Regions from separate parts of the Podarcis muralis genome. Here region 1 is linked to region 2. Evidence: chromatin contacts called from public Hi-C data. All regions are on one chromosome and are shown on one strand. Each heading gives the region's core, a stretch centred on a gene start, on an enhancer-like site or on the middle of the called end of the contact. The rest is flanking DNA. Distances are from core to core; before and after follow the strand shown.

Region 1 (4,905 bases), core at 391-2,890, 640 kb before region 2:
GCATTCATGTTCACTTAATGCCCCCTGGTTCTAATATTTAAAGAGGAAGAAACACTATCCCCAATCAAACTCATCATGCATAATTTTCTACTTCCATCATGCCCTTCCCTGGCTGCTTACCTGCCTTTTCCCCAAGCTTAAAAAGGCCCTGATGCTGTAGCCCAGGCTTCCTCAAACTTGGCCCTCCAGATGTTTTGAGACTACAGTTCCTACCATCCCTGACCATTGCAGCATCCCAGGACCCCTTTTGTCTTTCAGGAATGAAACCCTGCCACAAGAGAAATTACCTATCTTACTTACGTTAGAGGAGTATTGGGCACCGCCTTGTTGGTATCCTGCACCCTGAGAGGATGGATGGACTGCCGGCAGCTGAGGCGGCTGGTACTGGAGTTGCGATGCATCGTTGCAGAGGAGCAAGCCTGCTGGAGGGAGTGAAGATACTGCCTGGTCAGCGACAGAACTGGGAAGGTCCAAGCAAGGCTATTCTTTTAAAAGCTGGTTTTTTTATCTGTGTGCTGCCTTGAACCCCATCGAGGGAAAAGGCAGACTACAAATAAATAGGTCACCATCATCTACCATGAGGCAAGAAGGCGACTGGGGATCTCGGGGGTGAAAGTCCTGCTCCGTTGAGAAAAGGGCCTTGAGCCGCCCCAGCAGGAGAGGACGCTCCAGCCCCCTCGCCAGTGGTGTAGCTAGCCGCTGGGGTGCCAGGTCCTGCAGTTGGGGACGAGGCACGCTGCATGGAGCCTCCCCCTCAGCTGTCGGGGCGGCTGAGGGAGAGGAGGAGGGCAGACACAAGTCCCATGCTGCTGTTTCAAGCAGCGCGGAGCCTGCAGCCACCACGTCATTCCCAGGAGAGATGTGTGGCTCTGGCACACTGTAGGCCCCGCGGTAAGTGCCGGCCCCTGCTGTGGCACCCAGTGCCAGCTGCATTTCCTTAAGTTTGTTGACTGAACTAAAAAGTTTTGTGAGCTCAATTTTTAAACATTATTTTTTAAATCTCATTTTTGTCATCTCCCTCAGGGATGCCACCCAGAGCAGCCTGCACCTCCGCAACTGACCCTCACCCTGGGTTAGGAAGAGTAGGTCGAGGGGAACTGCGCCCCTCCTGAGAAGGGAAGCAAGCAGAGAACCTGGGGGTGGGGGCACTTTCGTCCCTTGAGGCTGCAGCCCTAGGCAGCCTTTTACCCAAGAGCAATAAATAAAATTCCCGCTTGAACAAACCGAGGCCAGAAGGTTAAGGGAGGATTTCTTTCCAATGGAAAGAGAAGGAGAGAGAGAGAGAGAGGAGGAATAGTTCCAAGCATCTCAGATTAGGAGCAGGGAGGCTTCGCAGAGCCCCAGCCCACCGGCGAAGGATCAGAGGAGCCTTAAATTAGGGCGTTCCCTGCATAGGGCGCTGGGAAAAGAAACGGTTCCCCCCGCCCATAGGTGTCCCCCCCCCCATCACCTCCTTCCGCCGAGTTGAAGAACCCCCGACCCCACTCAAGTCCTGCACCACCTGCGCCAAAGGGCTTTCAGCCGCCGGTCCCGTTGTTTAGACCCTTCTCGGTCTAATCGCGGAGCCGCTCTTGGTTGGTTGGTTGGTGTTTTTTTAAATTACCCGCCAATCAGGAACGTCACCAGTGACGCCCTCAGAATAAGAAAGCGTGAAGGGAGGAGAGTCGACGTCACTTCCCTCAGAAAGAGGAAGCCGCTCTTCACGGGCGAAATGATCGCAACGGCCGTATATACAGTAAGTACGTTTTCATCTCTATGGTTATCTGCGGCAGCCGTCGGCTAGAGCGCCTAAACCACGTGACCGTGCCTTACGTACGGCAAGGTGGCTGCGCCCATGGGAGCGAAGCTTCATGGCTGTGCGGTTTTCCGTCGTGGGCTCCCCCGTGGCGCTGGCGTTGTAGCCGTGGCATTGGGTTGGGTTGCTGGGTTGCTCTGATGACCTGTCTGACTTTAATGCGCTCGTTTCCGGGAGTAAACTCTGTCGAGCTCAATGCGATTTGGCTTCCTAGTAAACGTATTTGTAGGTTTCCTGCACGAGCCCCCACGGCACAGATCTCTCTTCAGCCACGAACTCGCTAGGCAGTCTCGAAATGGTGACAGTAACGCTGTTCTGCCCTATGCTAGGGATTAGAATAAGATAATGTATATTAGCCTCTCTAAAATCAGCCCTCGAAAGTGCTTTATGAGTGAAATTGCCACATACACCTTCCCTTCTGTCCTTCAGTAAAGCAAGCAGTTTTATTTATCCTGCCTTTAGCTGTTAGTGATTTGGGTTTGCCTTGCCCAATAGTCTCCCCTCTAGGTGTTTTGATTACGATCTCATTGAAAGTTTTACTGTTGCCTTTGCTACAGATGACTGCAGTTAACTAGAATACCTTAAAATGTCTTGTGTGCAGACATTATTGTAAGGGCTAATGATAACTTTGCTTAAGGGTGTTGGGGCAGTCTGAATGACTTGTTTTGGACAACTTCCAGGAGGGAATACTTTTGCAGGAAAAAGAGCAAGGAGTTTTTTGGTATCTGGAAAGGCCCGCAAAAACTTAAGTTTAAATTTCATGTACATTTCCAGCTATTCTAAAATAGGTGTCAGAGTTTGTAACATGATGTGCTGCTCTCAGACTAGATTTGCACATTGTTGCTGCCATAATAGTGCATAACATGTTGCATAAACAGCTTGGAACATTTTTTCTACAAATACAAAGTTGACTTTTAAGTACGATTTGCTAAAATGGTTAAAAACTTGAAATTTACTTAAAGCAATAAAGCTGGATAAATGAGGTACATTCTCCCTTGGTTTTTAAACATAATTGGCATCCAAGTGATAAACAATTTATTTCTGTTAATTTCAATTATAGTTGCTTTTAAGTAGGTGCAATTATGATAAACTAGTGATGTAAACAAATGCATTACATGGGTTGAGAACATGATTTAGTCTCATTATTACATTCTCTCTCTCTTGCATATTCAAGGTAAGTGAGGCAACCCTTTCAAATCAATATGGTATTTTCCTGTTAATTATTCTCTATCTATGGTGAAAAGAGCAAGTTTCATGAGCTGGAGACCCCATTCGAAGCTCACCTGAGTAGAAAACCCAAGTAATGCCTGAACAATCCCATTAGGAGGCAGATATTTAAATAATGTGGCTCCTACAGTTATACGAACTGTTTAACAAGGGCAAAGTAACAGTATTGCACTTAGAGGCATTAAAATGTATATCACTGCTATCTATGATTTAATAACTTATATTGCTGTCATCAAACTACAATCTTGTAAAGAATTTAAAATCAAAGTCTTTGAATAATTTAACACTGTATACTGGAAGAAGTTTATCTGTCTTTGGCTGTCGTCCTAAGTACATTTACTTGGGGAGTAAGACTCATTGGATACAGTGGGACTTACTGCCACATAACCTTCCATAGAATTATGCTGTTAGAATATTGATATTTTTTGTTTTAAAAAAACTCCCAATAATAAACTGCAATACTTATAAAATGTTTACTTTTTTACTTTTCAGAGATACTGATTTATTTATTTATGTTGAATCCACTTGGAAGAACAGTACACTGAAAAACAGGAATAGCAGGGAATGTCTGTTGTTTGTCATCTATCAGCTGGGTGGCTACTGGACCACCTCTCCTTCATAAACAAAGCTAACTACCAGCTATGCCATTCCCATGATCATTCTGGCTTGGCCTTTGTTGATGATCCTGCTACTGCTGCTTCCTCAGATGGGGCTCTCATTGAGGCTGCTAGAAGCCTAGATGCTAAAAATTCTTGCAGAAAAGATTCTGTTGATGAGATCAAGGCCCCAGAAGAAAAAGCAAGTCTAATGGTAAAGAATACATATGTTTTTCGGGAAGAATTTTTTAATGTACTGAAGCCACATGGAGTTGCAAACAATCAAATGGATCTCCAGCAAAAGGGATCTGAGGCTGGTCTAGGAAATGGTGGATCAGAACAGCAAGAAAGAGTCAGGACGAATGGCTCTTACTATACTGCTAAAGCCAAAAAGGTACAGTATAGAGGAATTGCTGCAATGTATCTTCCTCTGAAACAGAGTCCTATTTGTCACAAAGGGAAACATATAACCCCCTAATTTATTGTGAACATTTTACATACTGCTTTTGTAGCTCAATGATCACCTTTAAACACACATGTTGAACCCTCTCTATAGATGCATAACTATTTTCCTTCTTTTTAATATGTCACAAGTTCCTATAAGCACATGTTGATGTCTGATTACTTTAATGAACCGAAGGCTCAATCCCTCTAAAATATTTACAGTCCCATTTTCTTCAGTGCCATTATAATAGTCACTAGTTACTTGGAGTAACATAAATAAAATTAACACCCGCCTTAGACTTGAACTACCATGTAGGTTTTTTTATTCCAGTGAGTCAACTAATTAACAACATTATTTAACAAGGTGTGCTTATAATATGTCTGCCTTTGACAGCGCTAAAGTGTTATCACTTTGGGGGCACGATAGCAGCAAGGCTTTGGTTATTTCTATCAAGTTCTAGAGTGCAAGATGCATCACAGAATTTACCTTTATCTTTTTAAGTATAAAGAACCATAGAGTATGGCAATATTTTTAAATGATAGAGGTGCTGATGTTTGTGCATGTTGTTAACTTTAGAAACAAAAAAGAAGCAGTGAACTTAACCATGGTGAACGTGATGCTTTAGAATACCATTTAAAGGTAAGTCAGAGAAATAATGGTGATGGAGGAGTTGCTTGTTTGAGTGACCTCAAATGCACACTTCCATGATTAAATATGCATATACTATAAATGATAGTTCAACTTGTAGCTCTTAGGATAGTGAGCTATCATAGAATCATAGAGTTGGAATAAATAGCACCATTTCAGTATTTAAAGTAGGATAATGAATGCCAGTGTTTTAG
Region 2 (4,637 bases), core at 1,674-4,173:
GGAGAAGCCTTTCACAGTTCCTGCCAATAGGTTCTGGAATGCCCCGCCAAGGAAATTTCTCCTTGCCCCCTCATAAAACATTTTAGTGTTTTAATTCTGCCAGAAACTGTTTTAATTGGGAACTCTGGATTGTTACTTTCACTCTGTGGTTTTTAATTCTTCCTGATTAGCTTTTTTTATATGGTATTGTTTTTTCTTATGGTTAACCACTGAAGCCTTAGAGGAATGCCCAGAGGAAAATTATTTGGGAGGAAGGTCAAGTTTTCAATTAAGTTTATTCAGGGTATTATCTCAGCTATGTAGATAAACTTTACAGCTTTACAAACCAGTCGTGTGAATCGCTCTGAGATCTATGGATGAAGGGCAATATACAAAGTCAATATGTCATAATCTTAATGCTGTTTTGCAAATGGTGAAACTGCTAGTATTTTCATAATTTTATCTTTGACTTTTGTATTTTTTAACTGTATCCTTTTTTTAGGTCACTTTGAGATATTTCTTTTCTTGTATAAATTAATTAATTAATTAATTAATTAATTAATTGTTTTTTCTTGCAATCTAAAAATGAAAAGGGAATAAGCTTTTTAGTCCAAACTGATGGGGGGGGGGAACCCTACAACTTGCAATGCAACCACTGAGAATGTTTCTTCTTCTGGGCTCCTTGCTAATGATGAGCCAGAGATAAGCACCTCTTATGCTGATCTTACAGCCCAGCCAGGTTCATTCACATGGGGGGAAATGTATACTTTGTTTTCTAATTATTCAACATGAACAGTTTTGCTATTTGAAAATAAATATTATAATCATTTTTGGATGGATTTCTTCTCTTTTTGGAAAAGTATTTTTATTCTTTCTTACAATGAACTATAATAACTTCAACAAACACTGATGTTCTTGTGACATTGCCCATTTTCCTCTTTGAGTTCATACTTCTTGTGATTGGTTTAAAACAGTGCTTTCTCTTCAAACTGTTAGGGTTTACTTTTTAATTAACTTGAACTTGCTCTTCGTTGTATTTCAAGACTCAAAAATTGTGAAGTACAAGTAAAATTTGCTCCTTCAGTAAGTACTTGCCAAAGTGTATAATTACTTCTCTAGTACTGCCACCATCTTAGCTGTGTGGCCCCAGAGCTCTAAACACTTGTTATTTTTCCTGGGGGATATTCTCTAGTTCTGAATCAACAGTTTTAAGCCACTGAATAAGAAAGGCACCAGGTTTCTTCCTCTGCTGAGGAAACAATCCAATATACATCTTGCTCACTGGTAAGCCACACCCTCCCCCACCAGCTGGGATTGTTTTTATTATTTTGTGCTCAATTGTGCTGTATCATTTTTATGTTGCAATTCACCTAGAGAACAATGTTATTGGGTGCATTTATATAAATATAGTGAGTAAATAAATAAAAATTGGCAATAATGGGCATTCTCAGATCAGCCAAAAGGGATGTTCCCATTTGTGGGTTCCCTCCCCCCCCTCCACCGGGTCATATCAGGCTAACATACTCTATATGTTACTCATAACATACTCATAACACTGCTCTTTTAAGAGCAGTGGGAGTTAAAAGGAGAAATAGGGTTGTTATGAAAGAGTGGCCTTTACCATTTTTTCATGCACCACTGAGGATAGCAATGTCAACAAAAATAAGAAACATTTCATTTAGTCTTCCCAATAGACCATAAAAACAATCTGGAATAAAGAGGTTTTGTGAGTCTCTCCCCAACCCCACCGCACTGGCAACTGTGTTGTGCCATGTGTTTTAATAAACAAATAGTGTAGAGTGATCTTACCTAAAGGTGAATCTGCGTGGTTTTATAAGCTGGTGAGAAGTGTTCAGTCTCCAGAGAATTAAGGAAATGAAAACATCTAGCTATGCAGTAGTATCACTAAAGGAACAATTTCCTATTTGGTTTTCTTACAAATTTGCACAGAATCAATCAAGGTGACACCTAGGCATTGTTGCTCATACAAAATATAACACGCCAGTTCTTCACTGTAAGAGAGATTGCCTCTACATTAGTACTGCATCAGACTGGGACACACACATTTATAACATCTGTTGAAGACGCAGCAGGAAAATTAGATCGTTGAGTTACTAGATCAAAAAGTCTCCAGAAATCAATGAACATTTTTACCACAATAAATTATTACAATGCAATGCAATAAAATGTGTGTAGAACTGTAGGTGGAAAGATTGCATTTAATCCCATGTTTCTGCCAACATGGCGTTAGGATTTGGAAAGACGATATTTTAACCTTAACTTACCCAGCATTTCTTGAAAAGGTAGTATACAAATTAAAGAAATAACCTTATTATGTGGACAGAGCCAACTGGTGCTAATGATCTTTTGTGCACTATTCCCACTCTATCTTTATCAATTCTTTTTCTTCCAGTTGAATTAAATTGTGGCCTTGGGTCAACCCATTTCCCCTCCACATGATTCATGTCGTCCTTTGTTTGGTTGTGCGAGTGTGCCGCAGCCCACACTCATTCTGAATTGCACCATTTGGGGCTTGATATTGCACACGTGTGTGTGATATTGCACATATCAAAACATGCTTTCTTTTAAAGCTAAATAAAAGGTCCAACTTCAGCAGAAACTGAACTGAATATAGAATCCCTGTTGGAGGAGCACACTTCACCCCTGGATGCAATCATGCTGGGACTCTGGGTTTGGGAAAATAAGAAAGCTAATGCTTCTTAGAAGGAATATGAAAGATCAAACTAAGGTGGAGAAGCAGTGAGCCATACTTCCATCACTACAAAACGAACTGAGAATAAAACGAGGCGGGACGATGCGAGAGTTAAATGGGCAGAGAGCAGTCACGTGGTTCAGAATCCTCGAAGCTCCTCCTCCTCTTCCGAGTCTCCCTTTTCTCGGCGCTAAAAAGACTCCTCCCGGGCAGGAGGGGGCGCTCGCGGCTGCCTTCGGACTTCCGCAGTCGCAAAGGGATGGCGTCACCAGAGCGGGCCGCCGGTTGTTCGCCGAGTCTTCCAGGAGGTGCTATGTCGCCGCCGCCGCTCTTCAGCTTGCCTGAGGCGCGGCTGCGTTTCACGGTGAGCGGGGAGGCGGGCTGGGGCGCGAATGCCCACGCTGGGGACTCCGGATAGCTGGGTCTTCCCGAGCGCCTTTCCTTTTCGCTTGAGCTCCCTTTTCATCCCCGCTTGTATCCGGAATGGATGCGGACGAACTGGGTTGGGGGCGCGGGGAGAGAAGCCCACGCTGCTTTCTGCATGCCCCCCCCCGAAAAAGCGACACACTCACACCCGTCCTATTCCGTGGCGTTTCCTGCCCAATAAATGTGTTTAGAAAAGTAGCATTTTCGGTGGACGTGGCTTCCCTCGGTGGCGGCGCCGTGGGCTGGGGAGGGCGGGGTATAAAGAAAATTTATTTATTATTATTACGGAGCTCCCTCTCTACCTGACCGTTTCCCATCCCCAAAGCCATAGGCTTCAGACCTGTTTGTTCTAACAGGCCGTTGAGTATTAGTAAGAGGGACATCACTTGCATTTGTATCGACCACATTTCAACGCTGATATCTTCTGCACTTTGGAATTGTGTTTTTAAGCTTCGTTTTCAGTGCCCGTACCTTTATTGTGGAAATGAATGGTGGGATATAAGCAATAACAGCTTTTTGCTGATAACCCATCACAGGGCGACATTGTCCTCCTTGAGAAGATGTCGAAATTTTGCTTCCAGTAGGGTGGCCAGATGCCCAAGGGGAGAGGGTTTCTGCACCTATAATTGGTGTGTGGAGAAAGGAGTGTAAATAGAAGTAGCTTGCTGGATCTGTGGTGATGTTCATTCATACAAATCACTGTTTCGTGCTACAGACAACTAGTGAGGGATGTGTATGACAGCTAAATGTAATATATGTTTAACAAGTTTAACATTCAGTATAATCACTGTAATTCATTATCTCATCTCTAATTCTAAAATGGAACTCAGCCCGCTTTCAGGTGGTTTGCTTAGATTGAGTTAAACACTGGTAAAATATAGTCACATGAGTATTTCATTGTAGCCTGATTTTGTCTGGACTTATTCAGTCTGTATTCCAAACATTCCAGTTTAATCCTGTGAATTGGCCCAAATTCAACCAAAAACACATTTGTTTGTTATTTGCAGAGGTGAATGGATGCACTCCTAAGTCTACTTAGTTGAGAGTAAATAATACATAAATATGTAGTGCTTTCTTCTGAGAAACTATGGTTTGGATTGTGCTTATGGGAGCACCGCATCCCATAGTCATCTTTGACTGGACTTAACTGTCCAGGGGTCTTTTACCTTTACCTTTACCCATCATGTTACATTTCCATATCTGTTTTCAAAACTGCATGGCTAAGGGCATGCATTTTTGCAGCGTTTAAAAGCTTTAAGTATAGAATACACAAACCTTGAGGAACATTTTATGCTTACATTTATTATTTCTGATTGTCTCAAAAAGGGGATAGGATAAACAGTTTAAATTTTAGATTTAAACTTAGTTTTGATCGTTCAACAAGTGTACAAAATGTTAAGAAAATGACACGAGGTAAAAAAAACAAAACAAAAAAAAAGATTAAAAGTTTGATCACTTGATTTGGAATGACCCAAGAAGATTTTATGGTCTAAGTGTACATAAGTCATGAATCCTTTCT

What was found. A called contact is a pair of places that touch in the nucleus more often than the background predicts.
Region 1: a contact with region 2 is called in a Hi-C map of blood, with 6 times the contacts expected there. The contact joins the promoter of METTL4 here to the promoter of THOC1 in region 2. A contact is called at or near these places in 2 of 3 Hi-C or Micro-C datasets (blood and tail).

Annotation. Positions count from the first base shown.
Region 1 is chr8:46,719,267-46,724,171 of rPodMur119.hap1.1, reverse strand. It overlaps METTL4 (methyltransferase 4, N6-adenosine), which reads left to right and starts at 1,640. Exons shown (of 9, transcript XM_028737260.2): 1 at 1,640-1,735; 2 at 3,515-4,012; 3 at 4,640-4,702. The coding sequence starts at 3,587. It overlaps NDC80 (NDC80 kinetochore complex component), which reads right to left and starts at 407. Exons shown (of 16, transcript XM_077933111.1): 1 at 301-407. The coding sequence starts at 401.
Region 2 is chr8:46,079,096-46,083,732 of rPodMur119.hap1.1, reverse strand. THOC1 (THO complex subunit 1) reads left to right here and starts at 2,923. Exons shown (of 21, transcript XM_028737230.2): 1 at 2,923-3,056. The coding sequence starts at 2,952.